Regions from separate parts of the Hordeum vulgare genome. Here region 1 is linked to region 2. The links are chromatin contacts, called in public Hi-C maps. All regions are on one chromosome and are shown on one strand. Each heading gives the region's core, a stretch centred on a gene start, on an enhancer-like site or on the middle of the called end of the contact. The rest is flanking DNA. Distances are from core to core; before and after follow the strand shown.

Evidence for each region. A called contact is a pair of places that touch in the nucleus more often than the background predicts.
Region 1: a contact with region 2 is called in a Hi-C map of seedling, with 3 times the contacts expected there. The contact joins the promoter of LOC123437427 here to the promoter of LOC123437395 in region 2. A contact is called at or near these places in 4 of 6 Hi-C or Micro-C datasets (leaf, seedling and an unstated tissue) and 1 of 1 datasets of contacts at active chromatin or transcription factors (embryo).

Annotation. Positions count from the first base shown.
Region 1 is chr1H:364,936,635-364,940,697 of MorexV3_pseudomolecules_assembly, forward strand. It overlaps LOC123437427 (probable E3 ubiquitin-protein ligase ATL44), which reads right to left and starts at 2,192. Exons shown (of 1, transcript XM_045115709.1): 1 at 1-2,192. The coding sequence starts at 1,034. The coding sequence ends at 288. It overlaps LOC123437411 (putative pentatricopeptide repeat-containing protein At3g25060, mitochondrial), which reads right to left. Exons shown (of 1, transcript XM_045115708.1): 1 at 2,296-4,063. The coding sequence ends at 2,581.
Region 2 is chr1H:364,792,348-364,796,529 of MorexV3_pseudomolecules_assembly, forward strand. LOC123437395 (monosaccharide-sensing protein 2-like) reads left to right here and starts at 1,284. Exons shown (of 6, transcript XM_045115706.1): 1 at 1,284-1,490; 2 at 1,713-1,813; 3 at 2,226-2,792; 4 at 2,865-3,820. The coding sequence starts at 1,732.

The sequences.
Region 1 (4,063 bases), core at 942-3,441, 150 kb after region 2:
AGTACTACTAATATATTTTTTACACGAGACCACGCACGCTCTTTACAAGTCTGATGTCATGTTCCCCACATCCACACGTACTGGAGGAGTCGTGCAAGTGCAGGGCCAAAAAGGTTGTAGGAAAGAGTCACATTCACAGCTCTAATTATTCTCCTTTCCATTACTTCAGAAGAAAAACTTCACTGCGGCAGTACTGCAGCGTGGGCCACCAGCAGAAAGGGGCAGCTCAACTACCCACACCGACCTGGACCCACCCGCCAGGGGACATGACGCTTCTTCTACTGCTACTACGGCAAGAACCCCCCGCGGCCGCCGCCGCGGCTGCCGCCGGCAGACGAGGAGGAGGCGATGACGGCCTCCAGGATGGTCTCCTCGCACTTGCGGCACCGCTTGGGCGGCGCGGGGTCGTCGAGGACGATGGGGCGGCGGCAGGACGGGCAGGAGGAGTTGGAGCGCAGCCAGGTGTCGACGCACTCGACGTGGAACCCGTGGCCGCACTGCGGCATCACGCGCACCTCCTCCCGCTCGCCGAACTCCGTCAGGCAGATGGCGCACTCCGCGAGGATCCCGTCCTGTCCCTCCTCCTCCTCGCCCCCCGCCACGGCGCCCCTCGCCGCCGCCGCCGCGGCCACCGCGTCCGCGTACGCCAGCTTCGGCAGCGCCTTGAGCGCCTTCTTCTTGAGCCCCTTGATGGTGGTCGTCACGCTGCCCCCGGACGCTCCTGTCGTCGTAGTAGTCGTAGCGCCGTGGTTATGCCCGCCGCCGGCCCCGCCGAAGGCCGCCAGGGCGTGGGCCGGGCTACCGGACGGCGAGGAGGGGTGGGCGTTGGCGTTGGCGTTGCGGCGGGAGCGCGCGCACCGCGCGACGGCGGCGAGGCCGACTACGCAGATGAGCGCGCAGAGCAGGGCGGCGAGGATGACGACGACATCTGAGCTGACGCCGGCGGGCGGATCGGCCGGGGGGATTCCCGGGATGCGGCCGGGGTCGCCGCTCTGGAGGAGACGCCTCGAGGAATACGGCGATGGCCGGAGCATCGCCCACGTTCGTCCAGCGCCGGTGGTTGGAAGGGGCCTTTTCCGCTGAATTAAAGTTGTGGCGAGACGCGAGAGAAGCGAAAGGGGAGGGTGGTGGTATTGGCAGGTTGCGATTGTTAATGGCGGGCGGGTATGCGTCGTAGCGAAGCTCCCGTGGCAATTTCCCGCGGGTATTGTCGACCAGCTGGAAATCTCAAAAGGCCCACGTGGACGCGCCAAGATAATTAGAGATTAAGATTTTTTTCTAATTTCATTTTTGGGGGATATTAATGTTTATTTTCGAATGATGTGGTTTCATTCTGCAATGAAATGAAACCGGCGAATCTTCTGAAGAAAGGAGTTGCGCTGTAGTCGGACGCGAAATTCCGCGTCGTGCGAAAGCCGGCGAGTTTGCACTCATCGGCAAGTCAACGACGGGGCCAAACCAGAGCTGCACGATCAAGCGGAAAAACGATCCCAATCATGAGCAGCGGATGCCCAATTGCTAGTAGTTGAATCGCTATAGCTATAGCCTAGCAGCCTCGAGCAGCGAGCGGCATGGCCATGCTCCCACATGGGGCAGGTGAGGTCCATCCGACCCGCCACTCCTACTCCTTCACAAGCAAGCGTTCCTCTTCCTCACCAACTAGCAGCTCCAACGAACGCCACGACAGTCCAGCCAGCGTTATCTGGACCCTCTTCCCACGTCAAGATTCGTAGCGATCACGATGAGTCCACAAGACGAACCCCCGGAGAAAAGCAACGCAAGGCAAAGCAAAACTTTGCCACGCTTCGGGTCGCCTTCCCCCGCCCCGCGGCAGGAGACGCCCGCGGCCACTCCGACGGCGACGGCCACGCTCGCCGACGGGGCACTACCGCTACGAGGCACACCGAAACGATCGCGAGGCCGGTGCGTGGACTGACGACGGTGCGGAGAAGGCTCGGGATGGCGCGCCGAGCACGGGCGGTGCTGACGTCGCGATCGGGACTGGTGTTGGTGGTGGCGGTAGAGTCGTGGCGCCGTAAACCTCGACGACCCACCGCTGCGTCATGTATTCAGAGGTACGGTCGCCTACAACTCTCGCCACAATTTCAACAGGGGTGACGACGCAGACGCAGTGCATATGTGGACTTGTGGAGCTGCACTCGGGTGCCACTTATTTCAGCAGACAATGACTGATGAGAGACGTTTGCACAGTTATTATTCTGCTTATCCTCCCTACGGTGTCAAATCCGATCAGGTTGCTTGAGAAGCATGAAAGATCTAGAGCCTTCCTTCAAATTTTCTGAAAGGTAGCTATCCCGGTTTCATATATGAAATCTGGTCAAAATCAAATCACTGTGTTGCAGTTGCACAGGAGGACAACTGGAACTGGCACTCACCTATTATATGCTGATCCACGTCAGTCAGTCAACTCCGCGTATCTCTATCGAGCATTCGAGCTACACCCGGGCTTCATTAGCTTCCGCACGACCTTGTCCCAGTTCATGGTAGCGGCATAAAGATTTGAGACCAAGCAAAGACGGAGCTGATGGGCAACGGACAGGTTGTGTCGCGAGACACCCTTCACCAATAATCGCCGCAGGAGCAGGCTCCGTCCTTGAAATGGTGGAAGCGTTTGGCGTCTCGCACCACGATCTCCCTGTCGGCGATCTTCGACATGTACTTGATGGCGTCGTGGCAGTCGCCGCAGACCCTGAGGTTCTTTATGACCACGAGCCTCGTCCCTGGGCTGGTGTTCAGAAGCCCAAAGGCGATCGCCAGCCTCTCGCTGTGGCGGCTCAGAAGCTGCTCCTTGACGCCTTCCTCGAGGTCATGGTACACGAACTCCGTCTTTGGGATGTAGCCCATCTTCCTCATCTCGGAGTCGAGCTTCGTGACCATCTGTAGGATCTGTCTATGCTGAGGATGGCTCTGATCTTCCATGACGAACGTGTGCAGTGCTCCGCGTATCTCTATCGAGCTACACCCGGGCGCCTTCTTGCTGCCGTGGTCCTTCATTAGCTTGCGCACTTCCCTGACCTTGCCCCAGTTCTTGGCGGCGGCATAGAGATTTGAGACCAGGGCAAGGACGCCAACATCCCCAGGTTGTAGTTCAAGGATCTTCTCTGCTGTGTTCTCTCCAAGTTCCAGCTTCTTGTTGTTCAGGCAGCCTGAAAGTAGAGCGACCAGAATTGAGATGGTTGGTTTGCTGTGCAATGATGCCACCAGGCCATTGGCCTCTTCAACAAGACCAGAACGAGCTAAGAGATCCACTATACACACCAGGTGTTTCTCGGCAGGTTCAATTCCATACTCATTAACCATGCAATTGAACCAGAATTTCCCTTCTTCTACGAGACCGGAGTGGCTGAGAGCCGACAAAAGAGAAGCAAATGTGGCGTGATCAGGTCTCACTTCGTTTTTCTTCATTTCTTGGAACAAAGAGAGGGCATCGCGGCCTCGTCCATGAGCACCGTAGCACGCAATCATCACATTCCATGAAATCAAGTCTCTCGAGACAACCTTATCGAAAAGCATTTGGGCGCTTGCCAGGGAGCCGCATTTTGAGTACATATCAATGACTGCTGTGCCTACCATACAGTCAAGCTCAAGCCTCCTCAAGATGAAACCATGTATTGACTTCCCTAGCTTCAAGAGTCCAAGATCAGAACAAGCTAATAGTGCACCAACAACTGGCCCTGAATTGGGCTGAAGACCAGAGGCCTGCATCTGTCTGAACAAGCCAAGTGCCTCATCTGCATTCCCATGCTGCGCAAGCTGTGAGATCAGCGCGCTCCAGGACACATCATTCCTGTGCGGCATCAGCTCAAACACCCGGCGCGCCAGATCAAACAACCCATTCTTCGCATACATGTCCACAAGGCTTGTCGAGATGACGACGTCCATCCGCATAGCATGCCGCAGCAAGTACCCATGAACTGAGGCCCCCATCCGGACATCCCCTGTTGCTGCACAAGCCTGCATAACCCCAACGATAACCACTTCGTCTCCCTCCAGACCGTCCCTCCTCATCCTCATGTACATCTCAATCGCCTGAACTGGCTGC
Region 2 (4,182 bases), core at 34-2,533:
ATGTGAGCCTATAATGAGCCGATTGATCGTGATGCTTTGTCCCATGAAAACAACTTGTTAGGTCATATGCGTCCACGACACACTCCGCGAGACATGGTTGATGGACTCCCACGATGATGACGGTGGATGACACATCTATATTTGTTTGCCGCCACAAACCTCCCTTGTCCATCTTCCATGATTCCCATCTAGGAAGCATGATGAGACCGTTGAGACTAAAATCACTCTATCTCCGTCGAAGTAGATTTAACCGTAAAAGATAGAAGTTAAAAAAATGAAGGATGCAAGAAACGAGACAATCGATTTGGATCAATATTTTGCTTCTTCGATATTGATCGGATCGGCTACAACCTACAGTAAACATATTCGAGTGTATTTCCAACACATGCTTAAACTTTGTTCATAAACCTCCTCTCAAGCTTGGAACCCAAGTAAGACCTTAGGCAAACATCTTTATTCATTTTTCCGCCGAATAACCCACAAGAAAAACATGATTTGTACATTTCTATACATAAGAAAGAAGTTGCCCGGTTTATTAAGGAAGACCGGACAAAAACTAAATACAAAAAATACAAAGACCCCCACCGACCGCCAAAGACGACGAAACTCAAGAGCAACACACCACCACAAGCGCGGACAACCGAGCGACCACCCGAAGGCGCCGCACCAACACGCCAATGGTGGGAGAGAAACCCAGCCGCCACGGGAGGAGCGGGCTTGGGCCGCCCAAACACGACACCACAAGAGCCCAGTCATTCTGCATCGTTGATTCTTTCTATATACGCCCGACCCCTCACCACCATCATGCAAAGGGAGACACGATTCAAAACACAGAACATGGAGGCCTGTAAATTCCGTATAGCGCCCCCTGCTGCAAGCTGGTACACTACACCCCCTTGGACTCTAGCAGCAGGGGCCATTAGTTTTGGAGCGGGCATGTGACAGCGCATCACGGATCCTCCGTAAAAACAAATCAATTAATCGCACAAGTACAAAATGGCTAGTTGTCCTGCACGAGACGAGAGAGAGAGGGGAAGGTTGGATCCGGGCTCGCCCGCCCCGTTCAATAATTCCCATATGCGGCCCTGCCCCTCCCTCGGGCCCGCGACGGGCCCGCCCGTCAACAGACGCCCCACGCACCGCCTCACCCGTACCGCCAGCTGACGCGTGGCCCCGGGGTCGTTCGGCCCCGCCTGGCAGCGTCGTGGCGGCTCGGCAGCGGGCCAGCGGCGCGCGGAGGAACACACCACTAGAAAAATCGGAGCCTGGCGCACAGGCCACCAGATGATAGTCGACAGAGTCCCCACCCCACACTCCCTCATATCTCTCCCCACTCTCGCCCCCGGGCGAAATCGACGCCACAGCGGGAGGGAAAAGCTTCCGGGGTTGGCAGGGACTCCCCCTCTTATACGCCTGCCCGGCCCGCCAGACTCCTCACAGCTTCTCCCCGTGCCCGAGCGGAGATCCCGAGTTCCGGACGCCGACGTCGGGTAAGCGCGCGCTTGCGCCCGCCCTCGGCCGAAGCTCTTTCCCTGCTTGTTTTCTGCGTGCGTGTGGGGGTAGAGGCGGCCGTGGCCGGCTGCTTGTGTCGAATCTGATTTGTTTCTTGGGTGTTGTTGTTGTTGTGGTGGTGGTCGTTGTTGTTATATCTTGTTACGAGCTTTGCGGTGCTGACGAGTTCTGTTGTTGTTGGTGGTGATTGTGCTGTGCAGGTGGTAGGATTCGGCGGCCATGTCGTCGGGCGCCGTGCTGGTCGCCATAGCGGCGTCCATTGGGAACCTGCTGCAGGGGTGGGATAATGCGACCATTGCAGGTAATTCGTCCGTGCCTCCGGAAAAAACAGCCGGCCTTTCGACGCGGTTGGGAAGATACTCTTTGTGTTGCTGCGCTTCCCAGGGGCCCGTGTTAGGTGGCGGCAATTATTGGGAATCTTGCCGGCTCCGATCATGACGGATTTGGCGGAGCTGCTTGTAGTAGTACTAGTAGCAGCAGCAGTAGTAAAAACAGATATTCTTTCTTGTTCTACAATCTTTTTAAATCGATCAGGCGGCTGAAACGAAATCCTCGCAAGATTTCCGAGTTCTCTGAACGGATCCGTCTCATGCGCGATCTGGGCATCTGAACCATGATAATTCAGTCCGTGTCAACATGTTCTGAATTCTGAACTGATGCAGATGCTTTGACTTCACGCTGACCATGTTGACCTGCTGGTGTGATCTCTCCAGGTGCCGTCCTGTACATAAAGAAGGAGTTCAGCCTGGAGACCCAGCCCTTGATCGAGGGCCTCATCGTGGCCATGTCGCTCATCGGGGCGACGGTTATCACGACGTTCTCCGGGGCGGTGGCTGACGCTGTTGGTAGGCGGCCCCTGCTGATCGCCTCGTCTGTCCTCTACTTTGTCAGTGGCCTGGTGATGCTCTGGGCGCCCAACGTCTATGTGTTGCTCTTGGCCAGGCTCATCGACGGGTTCGGTATCGGTTTGGCAGTCACCCTTGTCCCTCTGTACATTTCGGAGACCGCCCCGACTGACATTAGAGGGCTGCTGAACACGCTGCCGCAGTTCAGTGGGTCAGGAGGGATGTTCCTTTCTTACTGCATGGTGTTTACCATGTCCCTCATGCCGCAGCCTGACTGGAGAATCATGCTTGGGGTTTTGTCGATCCCGTCGCTTATGTATTTTGCATTGACTGTCTTTTATTTGCCCGAGTCGCCCAGATGGCTTGTGAGCAAGGGAAGAATGGCTGAGGCCAAGCGAGTATTGCAAAGACTGCGGGGAAGGGAAGATGTCTCAGGTTTGTCTGTCTTACTAGTCTGACAGGCATAAAATCTCTGATGGTTTTACTCATGTGCGATTAACTGTGCAGGAGAGATGGCCCTTCTTGTTGAAGGATTGGGTGTTGGAAAAGACACACATTTTGAGGAATACATAATTGGACCTGATGATGAGCTGGCTGATGACGGGCTGGCTCCAGATCAAGAGAAGTTGAAACTCTATGGAGCTGAAGAAGGGGTATCTTGGATCGCCCGTCCTGTTAGGGGCGGCGGCCAAAGTGCACTTGGAAGCGCTTTGGGCCTCATGTCTCGTCATGGGAGTATGGTTAGTCAGGGTAAATCTCTTGTTGACCCCCTTGTCACTCTCTTCGGAAGTGTCCATGAGAAGATGCCTGAGGTAATGGGGAGCATGCGGAGCACCTTGTTTCCTAACTTTGGCAGCATGTTTAGTGTGGCTGAACAGCAGCAGGCTAAAGCTGACTGGGATGCTGAGAGTCATAGGGATGATGAAGATTATGCATCGGATCATGGTGCTGATGACATTGAGGATAACCTCAATAGCCCGCTTATTTCTCGTCAAGCGACAAGCGTGGAGGGTAAGGAGATTGCTGCACCTCATGGAAGCATAATGGGTGGTGTGGAAAGAAGTAGTAGCATGCAGGGAGGGGACGCAGTAAGCAGCATGGGCATTGGTGGGGGGTGGCAGTTAGCTTGGAAGTGGACTGAGAGAGAAGGTGCAGATGGGCAAAAAGAAGGTGGCTTCCAGCGTATTTACTTGCATGAGGAGGGTGTGTCAGGTGATCGGAGAGGCTCTATATTGTCTATGCCAGGAGGTGATATTCCTCCTGGTGGTGAGTATATCCAGGCAGCCGCTCTAGTGAGCCAACCTGCTCTTTACTCGAAGGACCTGATAGAGCAGCAGCTTGCTGGTCCAGCCATGGTACATCCATCCGAGGCAGTTGCCAAGGGTACAAAGTGGGCAGAACTATTTGAACCTGGAGTGAAGCATGCACTGTTTGTTGGCATTGGATTACAGATCCTGCAGCAGGTAAGCTATTTTTGCCGTTGTGTTGCATATAAATACTAATGTATGTACTGCCAAGTGCCCTTGACAACTATTTTAGCACAAGCATTTCTTATAGATTTAGTATCTAATAGTCTTTGTTTCCTCTTCAAACTAAAACTTAAATAATATAACATCATGTTGATCTGTGCTGCCCATGACTTCTTGTTGAAGTTCTTACCTTTAACCTTATTATGGGATTTATTTTTTGCTCTGCTGCCTATGGTAAGCACTAAGCAACACTGGTATTATGTTGCTGTAGTTTTCTAAAGTAAATAAACTTGACAAACCTGCTAGTCTGGATAACTTAATTTTGCTTATCAACCTGTGAGTGCTACGAATACATC